Regions from separate parts of the Bos taurus genome. Here region 2 is linked to region 1. A link is a contact called in public Hi-C data. All regions are on one chromosome and are shown on one strand. The core of a region is the stretch at or near the end of the contact, and the rest is flanking DNA. Distances in the headings are between cores, read along the strand shown.

Evidence for each region. A called contact is a pair of places that touch in the nucleus more often than the background predicts.
Region 2: a contact with region 1 is called in a Hi-C map of liver, with 4 times the contacts expected there. The contact joins two enhancer-like sites. A contact is called at or near these places in 5 of 11 Hi-C or Micro-C datasets (blastocyst, liver, skeletal muscle and 1 more).

The regions. Positions count from the first base shown.
Region 1 is chr2:38,338,854-38,343,898 of ARS-UCD2.0, forward strand. No RefSeq gene overlaps it. Among named protein-coding and RNA genes, the nearest start is that of UPP2, 79 kb to the left of the region's middle. Within about 2 kb of position 2,103, at least 4 of the 102 cell types and tissues checked have an H3K27ac peak or open chromatin away from gene starts, as enhancers often do. A contact at or near this core is called in liver, where this site is marked.
Region 2 is chr2:38,556,084-38,561,517 of ARS-UCD2.0, forward strand. The region is part of intron 2 of ACVR1 (activin A receptor type 1); the gene reads left to right. Among named protein-coding and RNA genes, the nearest start is that of ACVR1, 35 kb to the left of the region's middle. Within about 2 kb of position 3,803, at least 16 of the 102 cell types and tissues checked have an H3K27ac peak or open chromatin away from gene starts, as enhancers often do. A contact at or near this core is called in liver, where this site is marked.

The DNA of each region.
Region 1 (5,045 bases), core at 853-3,352:
GCACAAACTTCCTGAACCTGAATCTATATATATACCCAGAGGGGAGAACAAAACACACATTTTGAGGAGAAAGTGACTTCTGGAAATTCCACAGCAAGGGTTTAACAAGTTTTGTTTAAACTGGATGCATTAATGTTTCAGAGAGTCTAGACATTTCAAGTGAATCTGTTTTCTCCCAAACAGCCATCTTAGCATTATGCTAATCACAGAGGGGAGATAACTTATAAGGGAGCTGGGCTTTTTATTTCTTATGTCAGTAAAATGTATTTTATTACACTTTTAAGAACTATAGAGAATTCCCTGTTGGTCCAGTGGCTAGGTCTGAGCTTCCACAGCTGGGGACCCAATTCAGTCCCTGGCTGGGAAACTAAGATCCCACAGGCCATATCGCATAGCCAGATAAAAAATAAAAATTATAATACAGTGACATTGACTTTTTTGAGTATATAGTTCTATGAATGTTAACATATGTGTAGATTTGGGTAACCACCTTCAGAATACAGATCCATCACTCCAATAAGCTCCTTAATGCTAGCCCTTTGAAATAGTTTTAAAAATAGTTACATGATAGGGATATTTGTAAAATGAAGTATGCATTTTATTTGTAGGAAAGAATTTCTGTATGTAGGTGTGTGTGTTTGTGTCTTAAAGGATTTGATTTCCTTCCACTTGGGAGGATTTTAAATTGTTGAAAAATATCCAGCACAGGCCATTGTTGAAGAGCGTTTTCAACAATTTTTTAAAGGAAATGATGTTTTGACTGTTTTCAAATTTTGACAGAAGACATTAGAGCCACCCTGTGAACCAAGGGGTGAGGCCTAAAGTGGCCCCAGGAAGGAGACCCAAGAGCATCCCCCAGAGTCCCCATCAACCAGCCAGGACCTTTGAGGCTGCCAGATCCCAGCTCCCTCCCTGTACCAGATCCTGGCAACTCTCCAGTAGCTCCTCTCTCCACCCCCTCATCCCACCTACTTGCCTCTTCCTTGTCTTTGCTCCTCTTCTCTGATTTTCTATCTCCCAGTCCTCCAGTGAGTAATACAGGAATTAAGAGTCTATTGACAAAAGAGAAAGGATTTCCTTTTTACCTCCCGCTAAAACTGTACCCTCTATAGACTTCCTGTTCACTTAACATTGCCTGAAATAAAGGGCGTTTGTCTGCAGTGCCCACCTGCTCTCCTGAGAGACTAAGCGGTGTGCTTCCCCCAAAGCCACATAGGAAGCAACCAAATCCAAATCTTCCGTACTGTGGCCACTAAACTCAGCTGGCTGGATCCCCACTTGGCTTCTTCCCTTAACAAGAGAACTGAGGCTGGAAGTTAAGACAGAAAAGACAAGGGAAGAGCGACTGAACACAGATATAAAAGAAACTGATGCTCACACGGTAGAGTTCTACTGGGGAAAAAAGACACATCGCCACGTGCCCTGCCTTCCATAAACACTGAAACAGAGACTATTAGTTGTAACAAGACCTCTGAATTCAGTAAACAATTGCATTCTTACTAAATAACTGTGGGAGTAGATATTTTCTGAGAGGTCACAGACAGTAGAACTGTTAATCTGTGACTTAGACTACTGTCCTTTGGATAATGCTTAATATGGCACTGCATAAAAGAAACTGTTTACTAAGTGCCTTTTGTCAACTAGGATACAGTGTACTTATTAGAGGTGACTTCAGTGCGAACGGTGACTTCAGTGCGAACGAGAAGAAATAAATAGATGAACTGGTTTCTCATTTTTTAAACACTATTGTCGTATTCAAACAAGGTTGAACATATTGTGGTTAAGCTGAAGGCCATATTGTGTGTGTATGTACTTGATGTGTGTGTGTGTGTGTGTGTTAGACTACAACTATTGTCAAAGAATGTAAGCTTAAAAAGAAGAAACAAAGAACGGTAGAAAATAAATTATCCTTCACTAAGATATATGGGAGCTTGATATAATCAGAGAACCATAACTCAATGATGAGACAGGCAATAAATAAAAAGTACTTGAGTACCTTAATTAGTTTTTGGACTTAAAATGAGTTCTCTGTATATGGGAACAAACTCATCCCCCAGGCCTAAGTCAGCTTTTGTATGTCAAAAACAACAACTCTAAACCAGGTGTTGGGGGTATGAACTTTTCACTATTTCAACACTCAGGTATACAAATATTTGACTTTCTCTAAGTTTCTATAATAAATGGTGTTAGGTTTTGAATTCTTGTTTCAACTGGATGGCAGAAATTTTAAGTTTTCCCATTTGAAGTACAATTCAGTCATTTCTGGAGTTAAAATCAGTATGTTTTGGGTAAATGGACAATTCAAGATACTTTCCAATTCCTGCTTCCATCCAGGAAAGATGTGAGTACCAGGAAAGCTTATGTATTGTCTAGAGAGGTGAATTTAATAGCTTAAATATGTTGTTCTATTATTCATAAGATACTTCTGGGTCACCTTTACTATAAAAGTGGAGAATATTTTAAAAATAAAGTTAGGGCATAGTACATAAAAGTTTTACAACTCACTTAAAATCTTAGAAGAGCTGTATATTTCAAGATGAAGATTTAAACTCTGGTTATTTAGCAGGGTCTTGGGAGGCAGGAATTGCTGTGTCAACTAATGTTGTGCTCCATATTTTATTACTGCCTTTATGTTTTTTTAAATACCTCAAGAATAAAGTTTATTCAAAATGTCACACTTAGCCAGCAGCACATTATGTCCATAGAATATACTGGTACCATTGCCATTACTTTTATTTATAACAGGAGATTAGTTATGGACTCTCTGCCATGGTCTCTTGGCTTATTAACATACTGCACACAAAAAGTATAATGAATGGCCCCATAATGAGCAGTTACAAAGTCTGGTCACTCTTCCTTGGCTCTCCTTTTTGTGCAGAGGGGAAAATTGAAGAGGATTGGACTTACGCCTGAAATATCAACCACCTGACTGAGCTTGTGAGGTGAGGAGGGAAGGGGACCATCTAACTTAATTATTGAGAAATCTCTGGGCTCGCTCCAGGGTTAGAGATGAAGGCCAGCAATCAGCAAAGCTGCCTGAGCTAAACTCAAGTTCAAATTCCACAGGAAGAGGGCTTGGGTAATCAAGACCTAGACCCACAGCATTTGTTTGTCAAACTCAATTTGGAAAAATGAAGTAGCAGAAATACACCAACAGTGTAGAAGTCCACAGTACTATCTGGTTTACAAGAATATTTTTTGCTTACATAGATCTCCTATCAACTTCTACACAAACCTACAGGTTACTCAGTAAATACCAAGGACACTAAGAGAGGATCTTAATGGGAAGACCTGAAAAAATCTTTTCTCAATTCTCATTTTTTAAAATGGATCTCTTAAAAAAAAAAAAAGTTAGTTTTTTTCTAATGACCATAATCAAGGTAAATTAAATGATGCTCAAAGAGTTCTTATGGGATAGGGATATGCGTAATTTTACTATCCATCCTGTTGCTATACTGGGCTTCCTGCCTCCTGCAAATCAACTTGGCTAAGCATTCCAAGATACTCTATCACCATGCATGCATGCATGCTAAGTCACTTCAGTCATGTCCAACTCTTTGCGACCCTATTGACTGTAGCCCTCCAGTCTCCTCTGTCCATGGTATTCTCCAGGCAAGAATACTGGAGTGGGTTGCCATGCCCTCCTCCAGGAGATCTTCTGGACCCAGGGACTGAACCCGTGTCTCCTCCAGATCCTGCACTGCAGGTGGATTCTTTACCGCTGAGCCTCTAGGGAAACCCACTCCATTACCATACAACCCAATAATTCTTTTGGAATATAAGAATAATCTTCAAAAGAATCTGTGACCCAGTAGTTTCCTGGTAACCAAATTTCCCTAGGAAACTCAATGGTTTGGTTGTTTTGTTGTGTTGGGGTGGAAGGTGTGATAGAATTTGATCTGATCCTGCTTGGGGTGGGGGCTGCCTTCTGTGTCCACCAGTAGCAAATTATACAAGGCACATATCTTATGTTTCATTACTTAGTTTATACTATGCAGCAGCAGCAATTTGCCAACTACAGCCCTGATGAAATATAGCTGTGCAGCAAAGGAAGCATTTATTATCAGAAACACATTTCTTTTCTGACATTAAGGGGGAGAAAAGGTCCAGATCAACTGTACTTTTAATAAGAGACGGAGTGCTGCTGGAAAACTGTTCAGGAAACTGTGGCTTTAGCTTGGATTGTGGGACGCCCATAACTAAACTTTACTACCTTGCAGCTTAAGCCACCGCTCCAGGGTCCGCTGCTGTTGGAATAATTCTAGGAAGGATTGCTAGATGGGGTTGTTCTAGGAGGCACAATCAGCCACTGATGGGCTCCCCTGCTTAACTTTCCTAATTGATTCCACCAGACCTTCATAGTAGACTAGCTGTTACCCTGACGCCTCCTCAGCTGTGGTCTGCCTCCTAAAGCCCGCATTGGCTTCAGAAATCGCTTGCTGTTTGGAAGCTGGGCCCTCAGAGCTGCAGTTCAGGCTTGACAAGCAGATGCGTAGTAAAGGCTGCAGCCAAGTGCACAACACATTTTCCTCCATGGAGAGACTGCGTTAGAGACAGAACATTACTTAACAGTAGGTGGGCAATTCATTCCTAAATAGCTCAGTTCTTCCCCATCAGGGACCCTGCAGAAGCACACTCCCGCCGGCTGCGGGAGTAAGAGGTGGCTCCTGGAACTATTTGGAGCAGACAGTGGCTACAGAAGACAGTCTCTAGGGAAGCCCCTGTCTGTGACTTACCTATGTAAGCAACATAAAATAAAACCCCTGGGCTTGGCTTCTGCACAAACAAGCGGCAAAAAACTTTCCTTCCCGTGTGTGAGCTCATTTGCTGTTCGCCCTTCACAGCTCCCTTTACTGCTGCTAAGAGCTGTTTTTGTCCAGATACAGAAGTGCCTAGGAGACCAATAGGCAAGCACCCTTCTCAGGAAATAAAGCTAATCTTATTGACTGCCTATTGCCACCTGTTTGAGAGCTGTGGCGCTGTGAACCCAGAAGCAGCAAAGAGCCCGTTAAGAAGCAGAGGAGAAAATGAGGCAATACTCAGAT
Region 2 (5,434 bases), core at 2,553-5,052, 220 kb after region 1:
GGATTCCTTCTTTCTTTGACCTTCCATGGAGTTGTGAACCTACAGGACCTTGGGACGTGATTGGAAAATTGGGGGACAGGAAAGCAGCAATGTCAGAGGTTTGGGCTATGCCCCAGCTTTTTCCCCCTTGGGTATTTTGATCTCTTTGGCTTCATTTGGGCTGGAAAGAGAGAGTCTAGAAAATATCTCATCTCTGCTTTTCTCTGGGATGGGTTAGGGTAGGGAGCTTGAGAGGAGGAATTTAGCTGGATTTAACTACTTCTAGATGTTTTTGCCTTGAGCTCTGGGTGTCACGATACCTAGAGGCTGGCAGTCTAAGACTGTTGTTAACAAACTGGAGCACTGCCCATCTTTTGAAGGGTTTATCTCTGTGGTTTGAAAGCTTCCGGAAAGGGAGTGGGGGTGCGGTGGCGGCTGGCTGATGGTAAGCAGAGATTGGCGACCTTGGAGGCTCTGTCCCTGATTCCCAGAGAAGAAGGTCATGGGCTCTGGAGGGGAACAGAAGCAGGAGCTCTGTTGGCCCTTCTTTGCTGTCTGGTCCCGTGCAGTATATTTTCAATATAGAGCCTGTGTAGGAAACCCTCGCTGGAGCAGCCATGCACTCCCCAGATATCCTAAGGGGTGGTGGAGACAACCCAAATGAGTCAGGAACATCTCTTCCCACGTTGTGAGCAGAGCTTCAAGCCTAAGACATGCTATAGATGATACCGCGTCACCGGATCTCCTGAATCTAAACAAGAGATGACTTCTCTGAAGTGTTTATAATTCCCCAGTGCACTTTCCCCCTCCTCCAGCCTGTGGTCCTCTCTGTTACTCTCCCAACAACTGGAGCTTCACTTAGATGAAAGAATCGTCGGTAATACATGGGGCGGAGTAGGGGTATATTGTCTTGGAAAGAATTCCTCAGTAGGTACTTTCCATTAGGCCTGGTAATCATTTGTTTATATGAAGCGCCAATTCAAGAAGTTTGGAGACAAAGTGAAGAAAGATTAAATAATGACCCCCATATTTCTCCCCTATGAAGGAGTTGCTTCACAGACATGGCACACATGTTAAAGCTAAGTCTTTGCTGTGTTCATAGAATCATAAAAATCACGGAAGAGACAGACCAGTATTGTCTTAGGTCAATACCCCACAATGCTCTTTAACTTGTTAGTCATTTAAACACAGACTGAGTTTTTGGCTTTGAAATAAAAGGTGTGGCTGCTGCAGTAGACTTCATTTACAGGGATTATTTCAGAGACAAGGAGTCAGCCCAGACACAAAATAAACAGATGGAACTCTCCCCCATCCCCCAGCTTCAGCAGTTCAAATGCAGGGTGACTTAGGAATCCTTATCACCTTCAGCAGAGCAAGAAGGGGAAAATGATGTAATTCACTCTTCCTCACTCCCTGCTGAAAATGCCATTATTTTCACTGATAGGAGAAAAATGGGAGCAGAGACCAGGCGCATCCTTTCCCTGCTGAGCAGGCAAGTCCTGCAAGACCTCTCTAAACTGGCTGGAGCCAGGGCACTCTGTTTTGATCATTCTGATCACCATAGCATCATAGAGGCTGGAAGGACCTCCCATAAAAGCTCTGCTCTTCTATTGATATATTAAATAATTCCTTGTTTTCAGAACTCTTGCATTTTACTTCTTTCTTCCAACACATACAAACAAGCAAACAGAAAACCTACCATACCACAAAAAGTACCGATTTTCCACACTTGAAAGCCCGAGTAGGTGAGCAGCTGTGACGCTGTGGCGAGCTCCTGCAGGGAGAAGGGGTTTGCACAGACATGCTGGCTCGGTGACTAAGCCTTGCCTGAAGATCTCTGCTGACATTTAAAGACTTTATAGGCTCAGTCTGCTCTGAAAACCAGCATCATGTCTCTTCCCACCTCTAAATCCTGTCTGTGAAGAGAAAATTCATTCTGGAGCTAAACGTTCATCAGGCGTGTCCTCCCGCCAGGGGCTGAGGCAGTTGTGGGGAGCCTAACGGCCAGCTGAGTGGGCTCAGCTCCTCCCCTCATGGGGTGCACAGTCTGGAGGGGAGATTTGGATGTGGAACAGCCGTGCAGACACGTGTGTGTGAGTGTAGATAGGGGCTCCTGCTTTACACTTGGGGGTGTGAACAAAGGCTCTGAGGAGAATGAGGTGAGATCTGAAGGGAAGACGGGCACAGACTGGGTTGGGGGGTGTCCTCAGGAAGGAAGCCCAGCATCCCATGGTGGGGAATTCCATACCTAGCAGACCTGGGCTCCCAAAGCAGGAGGAACCCCTCCCAGAACCAAGGGGATCAGAGGTGAGGCTGGAAAGGTGGAGAGCAGGTCAGCCAGGGCAGGGTGACCACTGTGTCTCCCCCCGTTTTTGAGGGAGACAGGGTCGCAGCTTGTGGGATCTTAGTTCCCTGACCAAGGATTGAACCTGGGCCCCAGCAGTGGAAGCACCGAGTCTTAACTGCTGGGAATTCCCTGTGTATCTCCATTTTGAGGGTCATGGAGTCAGGCTTGTAGATCTGAAATGGGGGCACCATTAGCTCCATGAGGAAACCCTGGAGAAAGGGCGCATTCAGAGTGGAGGCATCGTGAGTTCAAAATTGTGGAAACCCTACTATTGTTTTTTATTGTCGTTATTCTAATTTATATTTGATCCTATTCAATTGCCCCTATTCCTATTTTCTTTTTGGCTTGTAAAACTTTACCAAATATCAATTTCTCTGTTCAGGTTTAAAAAAAAAAAAATGATTTGGGATCCCTAAGTGGATGTTTTATAATGAGAGCATTTAGGCACCTGGGTGTCTTTTATTTCCAAGCATATAGCCTGCTTTCTTGCCAGACCATCAAATGCCCTTCACTAGGCAGTCTGGACAGACCTTTGTGTTTCTGTCTCAGGAGCAGGCTTGCTGGCAGTGATACCTGGCATTGCAAAATCCTTCCGTAAGCCTTTGTTTAATGCCAGAGATCTCAAATGCTGAAGATTCTGGAAAGGTGCCATACTGCACTCTCGGATTAGGAGCTGATGGAAGGCCTCCCGTATCTATGAGCCTAATAGAAGCTGTCATTTCAAATGAATGAACTGTTTATACTGTTGGAAGAAGTCCACGGATGTTTGGGGTTCCTTTTTTAGCCTATAAAGTTCTGAGATATTGGACAATAGTCTAAGAGACAGTAGTCTAATCATTACAGTGTTGTTTGTGCCACTCTGAGGTGAGCTTGTGAGAAATTCAGCTGTTCCTTTTGCTGATTCCTGGGATCACAGCTACAGGCTGGTTGACTTGGAGCATTTTCTCGTTTGTCTTCTGTGTCAAAGACTTCAGTGGGAAACGGGTTTTGTGCACCATTAAGAATGATCATCAACTGAAATGCCTTAGAGCATTCTGTAGTGCATGACTGAGCAGGTGGGCAGGAGAATATGGAAATCCCTTCATCATGTGCATAGGTTGCTCAAGTCCCACTTAAGACATGAATGTGGGTCCTCTTACTCTGAGGCACAAGATCATCCCAAACTGTGGACAGTCTTAGAAAATCCGCGATGCTCTTTGCTCTGCCTCTTCCTCTGCCAGTCCAGGATTAGGCTGTGAGAGTAGGTGTGTCCAGATGGTGAGCTGGGTATCGCCCAGAACAAGGAGAATCTTAAAAGATTCGGCCTTGGTGAACCCCTGGGATCCCCAGCCTGAGCCTGTGGTTGCAGAGCCAGCCCCGGATCCTTCCAGGTGGCGCCTAGGACTCCCTGCTGCTCCCAGCCAGACGTGGGCTGCCAGTGTGTTCACACAGGCCTGGTTCTGGGGCTCCAGAGGGCACAGGGTGCCAGCCATAACACTGAGTAATGCTGGGAGGTGCCTTTAGAACAAACAGTGTGGGTGAGCTCTGCACAGAGGGAATACCTCTGGCTTGACGTTTCAATTACTGAATTATTTAAATGAGCGTCAATTAGGTAGAGTAGACTGACTGCCTTCTGCCAGGGCACTTCGTAGTTATTTGCACAGGCAAGTGTAAAATGCTTCATATCAGATGTGGTGCTTCCTGGCTGGACTGTTGAAAATCAGTCACAGAAGGTGATTATCCTTCCTCGGTGTTCCCTGATGTGTAGTGTATTTATATCTCAGTCTGAGAGATTAGAGGTCCACAGACCCTTGTTTGTGGCCCTGAAAAGGGCTTTGTGATAATTCTCACACTTCCCCACCCCACCAGCCTACCCCAAATAAGATATCCCAGGCCCACACATGTTACGGTTATTCCTAAATTTTAACAAGATGAAAACAGGGAGGCACAGGCATTTGGGGGCCTGCTGTGCATCTTAGAATTGTGAATATTAAGGTCTGAAAATGCTACTACCTTGCTTGTAACCTGCTTTGTTGAATTAGTGATCCTGGCTCAGAAAATCCTCTTGGGGTCTCTTAGGTTGATCTACTCTGTTGGATAAGATTGCCAAAGTGGCGTTTAACTAATGTTTGGGTCTGGTGTAGATGTGTGTGTGGGTGCATGGGGTCATTCTTATATTCTTGTGAATTTAAGGTCTTTAGGTCTTTATATTTGGCTGTGTAAAAAAAAACTGATTCACTAAGGGCTCTGCTAATCAGTTATATGGGAATTCACAAATTAAGAAAAGTAAATGTTGGTGAAAAGCAAAATAGGAAGCAGAGTTGGTGGAGTTTTTATACTTTCCCATTTGCTAACTGCTGAACTGAACTCATGGTCCCATATCAGAGACTGAGTTAATTATTACATAGAGTTAAGAGTTGTCTTCCTTCTTTTTTCCTTTTTTCTGATTGTGGCAGGGAAGATCTGAAAACCTTGGTTTTTAACTTAGAGTATGACCCCAGAGGATAAAATCTGATTAAGATCTGTACCCAGTTATGCCTGGATGCACTGCAGGGTTGGGTCTAGTGGGCTGAATCTTACTAAAGATGGTATGTACTTGAGGCTGCTCACTTCTGGCAATATTCTCTAGGTCACAATTGAAACATCTGTCAGACCATCCCCATGTCCTTTCAAAAGCCAGAGACCTTGGCAAGGCAGGAGACATCTTGTGCCTGTGCTCCTGGAGTTTGGGCTCTGACTTTAAGAACCGAGTTCACTCTGAAGGCACATTAGAGAAATTATTATTGTCATTATTTTATTTCTTTTAATTGACTTTTTTTTTTTTATTATAACCACCAAGTGCGATTAATTCTTTGGTACCCTGAACCATCTGTTTCCATAGAATCAGTGATGAGTGAGCCCTCTATGGCCTGGGGTTGTTGTTGTTGTTCCTGGCAGACCGTACGTGTAGCAAGTAAATGATTCATCCTCCTCTATTCATTATCAGTCTGTGGCCAGCTTCTCTCCTGTGTTATTTTCGTTTTACCCCTTCAAGCCCTCTTCCCCAACCAAGCATCAACAGATACAACCTCTTTAATGTGTTCAGTTATGTATTTTTGGATATCCATGACCTTTAAAAATTATTTAGGG